Regions from separate parts of the Mus musculus genome. Here region 2 is linked to region 1. Evidence: chromatin contacts called from public HiChIP or PLAC-seq data. All regions are on one chromosome and are shown on one strand. Each heading gives the region's core, a stretch centred on a gene start, on an enhancer-like site or on the middle of the called end of the contact. The rest is flanking DNA. Distances are from core to core; before and after follow the strand shown.

Region 1 (6,659 bases), core at 1,682-4,181:
CCAGTTTTATATTCGCACTTAAGAATGTGGGAGCTTTTTCTCCAGTTCTCAGTCTCTGGCATTCTGTTTAATGGTCCTAGGGCTTTTGGCTTAGTTCTGAGCCCATTATTTGCCAGATTACTTCTCAAATTTAACTAAAGACTGAACCACCTGCCAAGGAGCATACATGGGCTAGACGCCCCCACACACACACATATGTAACAACAGATGTGCAACTTGGTCTTCATGCGGGTCCCCCAACAATTGGAACATGGGCTGTCCCTGACTCTGCTGCCTGCCTGTGGATCCCTTTGCCCTAACTGGGCTGCCTTGTCTGGCCTCAGTGGGAGAGGATGTACCTAGTCCTACAGTGACATGATGTACCATAGTGGGTGGGTTAGTACTCAAAGGGGCTTCCCCCTTCTCCTTTGAAATGGGGAATGGAGGGAAGGACTGTGTGAGGGGGGGTTGAGAGGAGGGGGGCTCCGACTAGAATGTAAACAGAATAAATAAATTAATGAATGGGGGAAAATTCAAGCTATTACTTTTGCTAAAAAACTGTAGTGACCACCTCTTGCCACAGGGCGTCCCATGTTCCCATTTCTTCCCATCCAGAATGGGCAAAGCCCCACCCTGTGTGACGTGATGCACCCCACCTTTGTACTTTGGCTTCGTGGACTGTGTTCATCAGCGGAACCCGTAACAGAGCGATGGCGGCACTTGCTTCTCTTTCCTAGCGTTTGTGTCAGGGAGCTCATGACCACCTGTGACTTACATTCCAGGGGACACACACCCTCTTCTGGCTTCTATGGGCAACTGTGCTCACATGTGCACGCACACACACACACACACCTAGGCACACACACATGAATTTAAGAATAGAGATAAGCAAATGAAAGCACATCCCCTTTGTCCACACCACGTCATGCTTTCTCTGCTCCACTCCCTCTACAAACTGATCTTGGCCTCATGCTGGTAGTCAAGGAGAAGGCTTCAAGAAGAGGGTGAGAAAAACAAAGTGAATTCTTGGCTTTTGGTATTCTGGGGGGTCTCAGTCCAGATGGCTTAAAGGAGAGAAGGGGTTTCCACAGGGGTGTTTTGCCTTGTGAGTAATTTCGCTGCGTGGTTATCTTTAGAACGTGTTGGGCATTTGAATTGTGACCCCAACTGTCAGGAACCGGGCAGGTGGGTCAGATGCACAGTGGCAATAAAACCGGCCTGCCATTTGTCAGGAGACAGTAAGGGCAGGAAGAACATTACGGGCATCTCTGCCCACTCAGTCATCTTCTGTCACCGAATCTTACCAGACTATACACGAGTCTTAGGGAGCCCTTCGAACTGACTTCTGGGAGATACAAATGTAAGGGTCCCAGCTTAAAAAGCAATGTCAGGACATTCACCCAAGTGTCCTGGGGGGATTGAATGTGAACTTTGGGTTGAAGAGATCGCCACATCCTATGCATCCTCCTTACTGTGGGGAAACATAACTCACCCAAAACATCCCAGCTATGATTTTCTTTCAAAATTATAAACGCATGCTAAAGGAACTGTGGGAAACTGAACAAGTACACAGATGTTGCAAGCCACCACGACCTCATTGACAAAATAAATAAATAAATAATAAGGGAGGAGGGTGCCCTCCCTTCTGTGCATCCCTACGCAGGGTTGCACTAGGCTGAGATATCACTTAAGCGATATCAGGCTGCTCTCTGCTCCCACCGAATGCGACAAACGATTTCTCCTGTGACTCAATGTTCTTTCAGGCACTGTCGAGCAATACAGATTAGTCCTGGCTTTCTCGTGCCTCTGGGCCCTGAGGCTGCTTCTAAAGTGTTTCCTTATTAAATATCATCTCGAACACTAACCTGTGCAAACGGTCAGAAATTGGGAGGGTGCAGGAAGATGTTACCATGAGCACCACGATGAACAGCATTTTGTCGCTCTCACTGGCCAAACTTCAGTCAGTACTGAGCACTTCTCAAAGACCCATTCATCTATGGAAAAGAGCATGTCATAGCTCCCTTAATCTGCATCTCCTTGACTGCAAGGAGAGTAGCCTGACATTTGCCACATCCGATCCCTCTTTCGTGATATGCCCTTGGCCCAAATGAGGCCTCTTTAAGTAATTACCACGAGATTGGCTAATTCCTTACGTGATCCTTTTATGTCTGTCAATGACTGATGAGACCTGGCTGTTAGCTGCAGGGGGGGGGGGGGCAGTGTAAAACAGACAGATGCATCCACCTGGCCGAGGGAGTCTTCCAGCAAAGTGTCTCAGTGTGTGCTGGGCTCCTTTGGAGTTTTTGGAGATCACATAGTATCTTTTCTAAAATGCTGTATCTGTTTTACCCATGGCAATGAGACACTCTGGTCAGTCTGTCTGTCTGTCTCTTTCTCTCTCTCCATGTTGAGATACCACTCTTTCTGGGAGCAGAGGAGGAACATGGGCACGCCTCCTTACTGCCGTCATTTTCCTGGACCCCCACCCCCACCCCGAAAGCAGCCCTAGGATCCTTAGAGGAGTTATAGCACTTTTGCAAACAATACAAAAAGAAAAAGCTATTGTGAACAGGGCCCCTGCTAACGATGCCTGACACAGGAAATAAAAAGCAGGTGGCTGGGTATATATGAATTGTAGATTAAAATTTGTTCCTGTAAATATAACCTAAGCATTGCATGAGAAAATAGTTATACCAAAATATACATTCATTTTTGAAATTCAAATTTAGGCATGCTCTATTTTTTTTTTTTTAGTGTGTGTGTGTGCGTGTGTGTGTGTGTGTGTGTACTCACTTAAGCAGATGCCTGTGGAGGGCAAAAGTGGATGTCAGTTTTCTTCCCCAATTAATTCCAACCTCCAACCCTTTTTTTTTTTTCCCCCAGACTCTCAGGGACCCTAAGCTCACTGTTTTGTCTTGACTGGCTGGCCATGAGGTCCTGGGATTTTTCCCATCTCTGTCCCCTCAGCCTTGAGTTCCGAGGTTCTACTGAATGCCGCAGCATCTGGCTGTTTTGTGGGTCCTCAGGCTTGGGCAGCTGCACCTCAAGACAGCGAGCTGCACTCTATCTCACGCTCCAACTGTGTCCAGTCAAGAACTCAGGTCTTCTAAGGAACAAGGACGAGGACACACTGCGGATGGAGAGCAGGCGTGTACTCGCCTCTGTCCGGCCGGAGCCTATAAAGGAAGCTCTTCCCATGCCTGTGCCGGGAAGAGAGTCCACCGGAGCCCAAGGAAACTTTGTGGGAAGAGAACTGAAGTAGTTCCCATGCTCTAGTACTGACCTTGAGGCAGAGAGACACCTGGGCCCCACCTCGGAACTCAAGAAGCACAGTCAGAGATGTACCTGCAACCTTTTTAGCTCGTAGCTATAAAGGGTGTTTCCATTTATGGCCCCAACAGGCACCAGCTGCTCAGATCAGAGGGGCCAGAAGCTGCCCGTGGAAGGCGGCTCACTTCATTTCCTGGTCTTCTCAGGTAGTGCATGTTTTGACAGGCCCCAAAAGCCATTGCAGCTGTACCTTGAACACTTATGAATAAGCAAATGGGTCGGCATAATTGGCAGAAATTAAATGTGCAGCTGCGGAAGCGGCAGGCTCACTATTAGCGAAAGATTTCTCATCCATTAAGCAAACCATCCACTAAAATGTTCCTCATTCCAAGGATCCAGGTAAAATAAATTTTATGCTCAGGCAATAGAACCAAAACACCCAGTAATATTAAAAGCCTATCCGTCCGACCGGCTGCTCTGTGTTAAAAGGACAAGCAGCCACTTCACAGACCTGGACTCATGGACCCGGTGACTTAATTGTGATCTCAAAACTACATCCTGGCTTTGGAGGAGGCCTTTCCATTGGTCCATAGCCCACCCTGAACCAGCTGCCCAGTACAAGAGCCCCTACATGCAAGTGTGGTCATCACAGATTCCAGAGGACCCGGCAGCAAGATATCTGCATGCAAAAGGTCCTTGCAAAGCTGGGGAGATGCTCAGTTGGTAAAGTGCCTGTTACATGGCCAAGAGGACCTAAGTTCAAATCCCCAGCACTTATGGGCATGGTGGTGCAAGCATGTTGCTGTAGTTCTGGTTTTGTGTTTGGTCAGCTTGACACAGGCTCTACTCATCTGGGAAGGGAGAACCTGAATTGAGAGGGTGGCTAGACTTGAAAATTACCTCTAGGACTCTTCCTCTCTCCCTATGAGGCTCCAGTCCACACAGGAATGCTCCTCTGGGCAGTAAAAAGCTATTAGCATCTTGTATTAATCACTTTTCTGTGGTTGGGATAAAAAACCACCTCAATCAAGGCCACGTCTAGAAGAAAGGGCTTATTTGGGACTTAGAGATACAGAGTCTATAAAGGCGGGGGCAGCAGGAGGAAACTGGGAGGTCATGGTCAAAGTAGCACAAGTCTTTTGAAATGTCAATGCGGGCCCTCAGTGACATACATCCTTCAGCAAGGTCACACCTCCTAATCCTCCTCAAACAGTGCCACCAACCGGGGGCCAAGTCATCAAACGTCTGAGTCTTATGGGGGACGCCTCATTCAAACCACCACACATCCTTATCAAAGCTGCTGTGACTACCCACAAAGAGATGCTCAGGATGGTAAGAGGCCCTCTGGGAGATCAGAGACCAGTCCCTCATAGGAGGAGGAGTGGGGAGGGTCAGCAGACCCTCACTTGAGACTCCAGCCACCCCTTCCTGTGCCCTACTCATCAGCTCTGGACTTGAATGCCATCATTCCTCTGGTCTGTCATTGGGACTGCATCTGTCATTGGTGCCCTGTCTGGAGTGAGGAGACATTGGCTCACATCATCCCGTTATTTCAGCGTATAATGTACCTAGCAGGCTTATGCCTGACCCCTCCCTGTATCTGGCAACTATGAAGATACACACGAGATTCTTTTCCGATACCCAGGAGATACGGAGCGGAAGGGAAACTTAGAAGGGAGGCTGGAGAGTGGGGATTTTTGCTCTCACAGCATGGGGCAGGGGATGTAAAAGAAAATAAACCATGGTCGACAGAATGAGAGAAAAAAAAATTGCCTACCTGAAGGAGGCATTCCTTCACCATCCCTGGCATCTAAATCCCTCCTCTTATCCCCCGCATCCTCTCCTGCCCGGTCATTCAGTCGTCTCAGGACCACAGCCATGAAAACTGGAAGTTCTCCCATCAGAAATTTACCCTAGCAGTTCCCCCGGCTTCCCTGGCAGTTTATCTCCATCCGTGTGCTTCTGTAACACTGAAAACCATCCTATCTAAAGCCACATCAATCTCAGAAGAAAATAAAAAGGGACAATAAAAGACCCCAGGGACCTAAAACCCTGAGGCAGCAATGGGTTTGTGGGTTTCCTTGTGACTTATGTTGTAAATGGTAGGTGCCACACACAGTGAGATGGAGAAGGGAAGAAAGTTCATAGGAGGCTCTGCTTCCTGTCTTTGTTTTTGGAGGCTGAGAGGTTGTGAGAAATCAGCCAGCACCCAGCTTCACACAGAGAGAGCTTCCAGCCAGTGCCTAGCTCAGCTGAGAGAGCGCTGTCCTGGGAGGCTGGAGAACCACCTGGGAAGCTGATGTGGAGCAGGGTAACCTTCTGTAAGACAGGAGCCACTGCAAGGCCCTAGGTTGGCACCTGTCTCCACAGTGCTGGAGATCATATGGCTCTACTGAGGTCACCAGCACTGAAAGGCGTCCCCTTCACGACTGGAGCTGTTGGCCCCATCTTGCTGGGAGGTCACGCCCAGGTCACCTGACACAACCAGAAAAAAAAAAAAATCCAAGAAAGTGACCCTCCTAAAGTCCATCTTCTGACCTGAAGATGGTTTCTGCCTTCCACAGAGACTCAAAGTGGAAACTGGAGGATTCCCAGACTTGCCAAGGGGTTTGGGCAGAGGAAGAGACTAAAAGAGACTGTGCTGATAACCTGCACAGAAGAGTTACCATCGGCTTGTTCACTGGGGCTTGCTCAGCTAGCTTTCTTAGACAACCCAGGACCACCAGCTCAGGGATGGCACCGCCCACAATGGGCTGGGCCTTCCCCTGTCAATCGCTAATTAAGAAAATGTGCCACAGCCAGATGTTAACGAGGGATTTTCTCAATCGAGGTTCCCCTGCTTCAGTTAACTCTAGCTTATATACAGTTGACATAAAACTAGATGACAGGGACGCCTAATTAGATCCTTAGACACTCACGGCACTCATGCCCATGACACTCCTGACTTTCCTCCCCTTTACGAAGACACCACAAAATGAAAGCATCCTGGGGCTTGGGTTTCTCCAGTGGACTCTCTCCCCAGGTTTATGCAGACATCCTAGGAAGGGTGGGACCCCTAAAGGTCTCAGTTGCTTCTGGCTATAAGGGAGCCTACATGGGTGGGCTCCAGGATGCCTTTTGGCAGAGCAGGGACATGCCTGTTGCTGCCTCTATAAGCCTCTGAACCTGCTGTCAAAAAAAACGGTCACTCGGTACCATGATGAAAAGCACCATGGTCCCTGCGTGCCAGCACTAACGGCTCTCCAGCCTATGAGACTCTCTGAGAGCTTTAGATGAGCCCCACTTGTTTGTTTCTTTGTTTGTTTGTTTTATTTGTTTTTGTTTTGTTTTGTTTTTTGAGACAGGGTTTCTCTGTGTAGCCCTGGCTGTCCTGGAACTCACTCTGTAGACCAGGCTGGCCTCAAACTCAA
Region 2 (6,343 bases), core at 1,924-4,423, 240 kb after region 1:
CCCCTGCTGAATCTAAAGAGACCTCAAGCCCTCTAGGCCAATGGGCATGTCCTTAAAAATTCATGGTAATCACATGCCATAGTTTCCAAACAAAACATCAAGTCCAGGTGTGGCCTCACAGACCTGCAGTCCCAGCTCTTGAGGCAGAGGCAGAGGCAGAGGCAGAGGCAGAGGCAGAGGCAGAGGCAGAGGCAGAGGCAGAGGCAGAGGCAGAGGCAGAGGCAGAGGCAGAGGCAGAGGCAGAGGCAGAGGCAGAGGCAGAGGCAGAGGCAGAGGCAGAGGCAGAGGCAGGAGGCAGAGGCAGAGGCAGTCAAGGATCGTCACATGTTTGAGGCCAGCCTGAACTACACAGTGAGTTCCAAAGCACCCCACATTTAACATGCTGCAGCTTAAGGGGCCTTGCTCTTTCTCCATCCATAGAAATGTCACATGTGCAGATGACAGACCCTGTGCCAGATGCCTGGCCTGCCATTCAACACCACCAATCAATCCAGTTCTCCTATGCCTCACACGTTCCTCTAAGCTAAACTGCTTCCACCATAAGCTAAACTGCAACATTTGCTTCCACCAAATGGACAGCAGAGGAACAATTGCTCTCCATTTAGTTGATAAAGCCTCTAAGCGACCAGACAGAATGACCTACTTGAGAGTTCCCGGTCCGTTGTCTGCTGAACTCCCAGGCCATTACCGTTCTTCATTTCCTGCCACCTAGCGTCCCTCTGGTAAGTGCAAAAATGAAGAGGTGTTTGTTTCATTGGCTTAAAGATACCAAGCAAGGGGCTGGAGAGATGGCTCAGTGGTTAAGAGCACTGACTGCTCTTCCAGAGATCCTGAATTCAATTCGCAGCAAACAAGCAGCTCACAACCATCTGTAATGGGATTGGATGCCCTCTTCTGGTGTGTCCGAAGAGAGCTACAGTGTACTCACATACATAAAAATAAATAAAAAATCTTTAAAAAAAAAAAAAAGATACCAAGCAAGCCAGTGAGGAGGTTATCTCTTTTGCAACCCGTGTATTTTTCTGGTTCAAGGTCTCGTTACATAGTTACTAAAGGAGCTGTTGAGGAAGGACAGGCCTGCGGCAGATTGCTGGGTGGGTGTCAAAAGGGCAGGGTATTGTCAAACCAGGATTGGGAACTCAAACCTGGAGGCTGGAGGGGCGGTGCAGCGAAGCCAAAGGTGATCTCAGAGCTCTGTGGAGGCATTCACAGGTCGGGGGAGGGGAGAGAGGCACACAACCGGACCGGACAAAATCAATAATTGTTCTAGATGACCTTTTCTGCTCTCAAGGTCAAAGTGTTCAGATCTCACGGGGCCCAGCTGCAAAAGAGATAGGCATGCCCTGGTTTCATCTATCCATTGGGGCTGAGCCTGGCAGACCTGACTCTGAGAGAGCTGAGGGAAGACTTCCCAAGTGCACGGAGGGTGGATTTTATTGTGTGTGCTCAGCATGTTAAGAGCATACAGAAATGATCCCCACGTTGTTTGGGAAAGGATTATTTAGCTGATAAGGACAGCCTGCTTTTTTGCTGGTGGTGTTGATATGGAACCAAAAGTACAGAAACCAAAAAAACCTGTACACTGCCCCCTGGGGGTCACCTTGTGTATGAGAGAAGGAACTACTGAGAACCAGGGGTTCCTGTTTTTGAATGAGCTATTTTGCTAGACAATACACAAACTGCAGCAACAGGTGACGAACTTTTACAAGGTCTCATGACACTCGAAGAGAGCCGAGCTCAGAATGGACACTTCCTGGCTCTTCATCCTTCTCTGTTCCCGGAAGGGTTTTTAACTAGAGGGGGCAATAGGCATTGTAACAACTGTGTCTCAGGGAGGAGGAGGCCTGAGCTCACTCAGGGCCCCTTCTTTCCCCCAGGGCCACTCCCCTCGTTCTGAGAGCTGCACTATTCAACCCTTCAACCCCGCCCATAAAAAAACCTAAAGACAAGCCAACCCACACAACACTAGGACCCGACAACCACTGCTTCAATCTCCATCAAGTCCACAGAGCCCACACATCTCGTAGAGATGGTGCCAGTGAGCGACACTCTGACTTACAAGAATTCCGGGCTGCTTTTACCTGCTGCCTGGCTCCCTGTCAAAACTCACCGCACATACACAACTCCTGGATTTATGCTTTTCCCCGATGAACCCGCAAGCAGATCAAAAACAGGATGGCTGCATCAGGACCCACAGAGAAAGCTAATCGGGGGGGGGGGGGTTTGTTTTCTGATTTTTCATGTTCTAGAAACCACCAGGGTGCACTCACTGTCTCTGTCTGTCTGTCTGTCTCTGCCCCTCTCTCTCTCCTCTCTCTCCCCTCTCTCTCCTCTCTCTCTCCTCTCTCTCTCTCTCTCTCTCTCTCTCTCTCTCTGGGGGAGTGTTAAGAGGTGAAGGAAGGGAGGCTACAGGATTGATTATGACTTATTAAACTATTGGAACATCGGCTGAATCATCACAGTCAAAAAATAAATAGCTGCAACTTGATGCGACACATCTCCCACTTCTTGTGAGTCCCTCCTTGCTCCCGCAGAGCGCCACAGCGCGCGTAGGCGGAACGGTTGGGCTGGGGCTGGGTCAGACCAGCAAGCAGTGACTGACGGGCTAAATTAAAGCTAGAAGAGACTGCATGGCCCGGGGCCTCCAGTTGGGAGAGCGGTGGAGCCCGCGGAGCCTGCTGGCTGCAGGAACTGAAGCCAGGTGCCCCGCGCTTGCACACCTGCAGGCGCCTGCACGGGAGACACGCTTGCTGCTGTCACCCCTTTTTCCTCTGCCCTTAGCCTGACTCTGCAACCTGTGCCCTGTTCCCGGGACTGGACCGTGGTAGGCACGGCTTTGCAAACTTGAGAACACGTCTTAAAGGTCCCGGAGCTAGTCTAGGTCACCCAAGTCGCCGCACCAGCTGCCTGGAATTTGTTGGGTAAAACCAGACCGAGTCACTGAAATCGGAAAGAAAGCCACGCGCGCCCTCATAGGGAGGAGTCGTGGAGACACTGACATCGCTTCACCATCCAACAGCATCAAGGTCTGCTGTCTTATCCTGGGCCACCCGCAGGTTTTCTCCACTCTGCTCACCGGGTCCAACAGGACCCGGCAGGCGGAGCCAAGCTGCCGTGACGTCACGGGCGGGGGCGTGGGGAAGTGTGCCCAGGGGCTGCCACCCGCCCGGGCCACTGCTAGCGGCGCAGCCACCGGCGCGCTCGCGAGGCCACCGGCGCCTGGAGCACCAGTCCGCGGCTGGGCGTCAATGATCTACAGGCCAAGCTAGCTCTCTCGGGGCCCGGGCAAGCTCTCTCAGACGCCAGAAGGGCCAGCACGAGCCAGCCAAGGAAGCTGGGAGCCCCGGGAGCCACTGCTGAGCGCCAAACACCCGCTAAGCCTGCTGTGCTCCTGGACGCCCAGCTGGGTAAAAGAACAGCTTCTGGGTGCTAGAGAACACAGGGAAGCGAGTGCTCGAGGAAAACCAAGGTGAGGGGTGCCAGTGTGCATACGCGTGTGTCACCGTGAGATGGAGGGAGGGACAAGCACACTTTGGGCACCTGCATGCATCTGTTCTGGGGATAGACCGCCGATCCCGGCGACCTGCACGTTGGTCCCGGCGCGCAAATTCTCTGTTTTTGTGCCTTTGGAGGTGACAGGTGGATGAAAGATGCATATCGTGGTGTCTGGGGTGGAAAGGTAGTGTGTTCTGGGACGGATTTGTTCTCAAAGAAAATGCCCAAGTACCGTGGCGTGTGCCCTGCGTGTCCGATGGGGACAACTTGTTTCCTAGCCACCTGCGAAACAGCCCTGGTCCGAGGAAAGAGACACCAGCTAAAGGAGAAGGGACATGCCAAGTGCCACCACAGGGTCCACAGTCTGAGACCTAAGTTAGGGAGGGACAGTGATGGGGACGTCACCGAAAAAGAAGGAAAGCAGATTCTTCAGGGCTCTTTATCGCCCTGATGGGGAGGCAGCCCAAATTCGTCTGCGGTCAGGTCCCCCTCCCTCCCCCCCCCCCCCACCCGCCGCCCTCAGGCAGAGAATCTGTCTAGATTGGAGAGAACCAGCTACTGAATGGTCAGGTCCCCAAGCGACTGTCAGCGCTCCTAGCTGCCCCTGGCACCTCAGTCCCCTCTGCGTTTCGAAGCTGGACATTGCAGGCACCGCAATCCACTCTCCCTCAGTCTGCCTAGAAACGGTAAAGATCCCTTAGGGAACACGTTGTTTCCAGAGTCAGCGAGTTATGACCCTAAATATTTTCCTCACACTAACTCCATCGTCCTGAGCCTCGCTTATCTACCTTCGCCCCAATGGCGAGGGGCACTCTAGCATCGTGGTGGGCTACACAGGGCTGCTGCAAGTTCCAACCTCAGATTCTTGGAGGGGTGTGTGTGTGTGTGTGTGTGTGTGTGTGTGTGTGTGTGTGTGTAGGTGTCTGGTAGGCTTGGAGATGGGGAGGTCTTGAGGGCTCACAACAGAAAGATGCTGGAAAGAAACTAAACCCACCTGTCCCTCCTCTAGTTGTGGAGCAGTCTGTGGGAGGGAAAGAGGGGGTTCCTGAGTGGAAACCCTTCTTTCCATCGGAGCCAGGGGACGCCACCCACCAAGCTACAGGCCAGTATTTAGCAGCAAAGCAGAGAGCCTGACTTCCCAGGGCATTTAATTTAAGCACAATTCAACAAGTATCGCCCGGTGGCATTTGCAATTCACTTGCAGTGAGATGATTGGAAAAGGAAAAGACGCCACTTGGAGGTCTTGGGCTTGTTACATAGGGCGCCTAGGTTCTAAGCTCGTGTCTTCCTCAGACATGGGGTTCCCAGCATATGACCTCCACCCACCTTCCCAGACTTCCCTCCCCAAAGTGGAGATGTGTCTCAGCTCATTTCAGAGAAAGGTGACACCCCCTCCACACACACCCCTAGACCCCCCGCCATTCATTCTGGTTCTGCACAGTGAGGGCTGAAGAAACACATCCGGCCTTGTCCCACCTCTGTCTTCCTCTTTCCCCTCCTCTTCCTCCTCCTCCCCCTCCCCCACTCCTCCTTTTGGCTTTAGACAGGGATTCTACAGCCCAGGGGAGGTCTTCAGTCCTAGTCAGACATTGAAGTACCCTATCACTGTCCATAGATGGCATGAGCTCCTGGTTACTGTGAGGTCTCACTGTAGGGAGCCTGAATAGGATTCTGGGTCTATAGAATTAAGTCACTGACAAGATGAGAAAGAAGGGGGTGGGGGGAAGACAGGGGAAATAACCCAAGTTAATCTGGGGATACTAAAAGGAGTTTCTTTATGGCTTCTGGTTGTAATGGCTGCCTGCTTCTGCTTGCTTACCCAATGTAGACACAATGCCATGGGTCCCCAAAATGCAAATGCGAAAATCCTAGACCTCACTGACCAAGCATGTGCTGGGGAAATTACTGCAGAAAGAAAAGCCAGGCCATCACTTGGCCGTGAGAACGAATCAGAGACAGAGGTGGGCACGAATCAATCGCACCTGCCTGTTGCTTGCTACATCTTTAACATCCCTGCAGCCTCGACCAGTGTTAGGCAATCACTTGGAGAAGCCCTCTGCTTCAATGAAACGTGCTCAGGCACGTGAACTAGAGATGCTGGACACTTCGGCCCTTGACCAGTTCTTCTCTCCCTGGCTGGACCTCCTGTCCCAAACGCTTACCTAACTCTTCCTACACCCAAGACCCAGCCCCTAACTTCCTGAGAAGCCCCCTGGGAAGGGCTGTGTCCTGACGCTCACATCCTTTATTCATAGGCTCATTTCCACGCAATTCACATGTTATGTGACTTGGTGCCCTTCCCCCCCCCCATTGAAGTATTAGCTGCTGGAGGTGCCCAGCACAGACAGTGACACACACACACACACACACACACACACACACACATTTTATAACTGTGATAGATAGCTTAATTGTGGGTTGACCTGGTGCTTCACATCTTAAGCCAAGCCAACAGAATTCTCATTATTTTCTCAGCATGGAGGTCACTTGAGCCAGTGGCTTCCAACTAAGGCCTAAGGTACCAGCCACCAGCTTCGACCCACTGAGCATCAGCTGGGACATGGTGAAAATCACAGAAGACTTGGGGCCAGCTGGTTCTCGTCCAAGTGCTCACTCCACCAAGCACTTTAACTCTCTAAGCCTCAGTTTCCACTGAGGGAGGACGGAATCCTCACCTCCTGGGGACAATGGGGACAATGGGTGTGACTAGACTCCATCCGGTTTTTTATTTTATTTATTTATTTATTTATTTATTTATTTATTTATTTATTTATTTATTTCGTGTATGTGAGTACACCATTGTTCTCTTCATACACACCAGAAGAGGCACCGGATCCCATTACAAATG

What was found. HiChIP or PLAC-seq counts read pairs in DNA pulled down with a chosen protein or histone mark.
Region 2: an H3K4me3 HiChIP or PLAC-seq map of the SCID.adh cell line shows a contact between it and region 1, with 11 read pairs. The contact joins the promoter of Sstr2 here to the enhancer-like site in region 1. A contact is called at or near these places in 15 of 39 promoter capture datasets (the 3T3-L1 cell line, 3T3-L1-derived adipocytes, the HPC-7 cell line and 10 more), 3 of 484 Hi-C or Micro-C datasets (cerebellar granule neurons, cerebellum and nephron progenitors), 12 of 115 datasets of contacts at active chromatin or transcription factors (DN3 thymocytes, the SCID.adh cell line, T-cell acute lymphoblastic leukemia and 8 more) and 2 of 9 other capture datasets (adipose tissue and embryonic stem cells).

The regions. Positions count from the first base shown.
Region 1 is chr11:113,375,685-113,382,343 of GRCm38.p6, forward strand. All of the region lies in intron 5 of Slc39a11 (solute carrier family 39 (metal ion transporter), member 11), which reads right to left. Among named protein-coding and RNA genes, the nearest start is that of Gm42094, 15 kb to the right of the region's middle. Within about 2 kb of position 2,932, at least 7 of the 459 cell types and tissues checked have an H3K27ac peak or open chromatin away from gene starts, as enhancers often do. A contact at or near this core is called in the SCID.adh cell line, where this site is marked.
Region 2 is chr11:113,616,154-113,622,496 of GRCm38.p6, forward strand. Sstr2 (somatostatin receptor 2) reads left to right here and starts at 3,174. Exons shown (of 2, transcript NM_001042606.3): 1 at 3,174-3,469. It also overlaps a transcript of Slc39a11 not described here.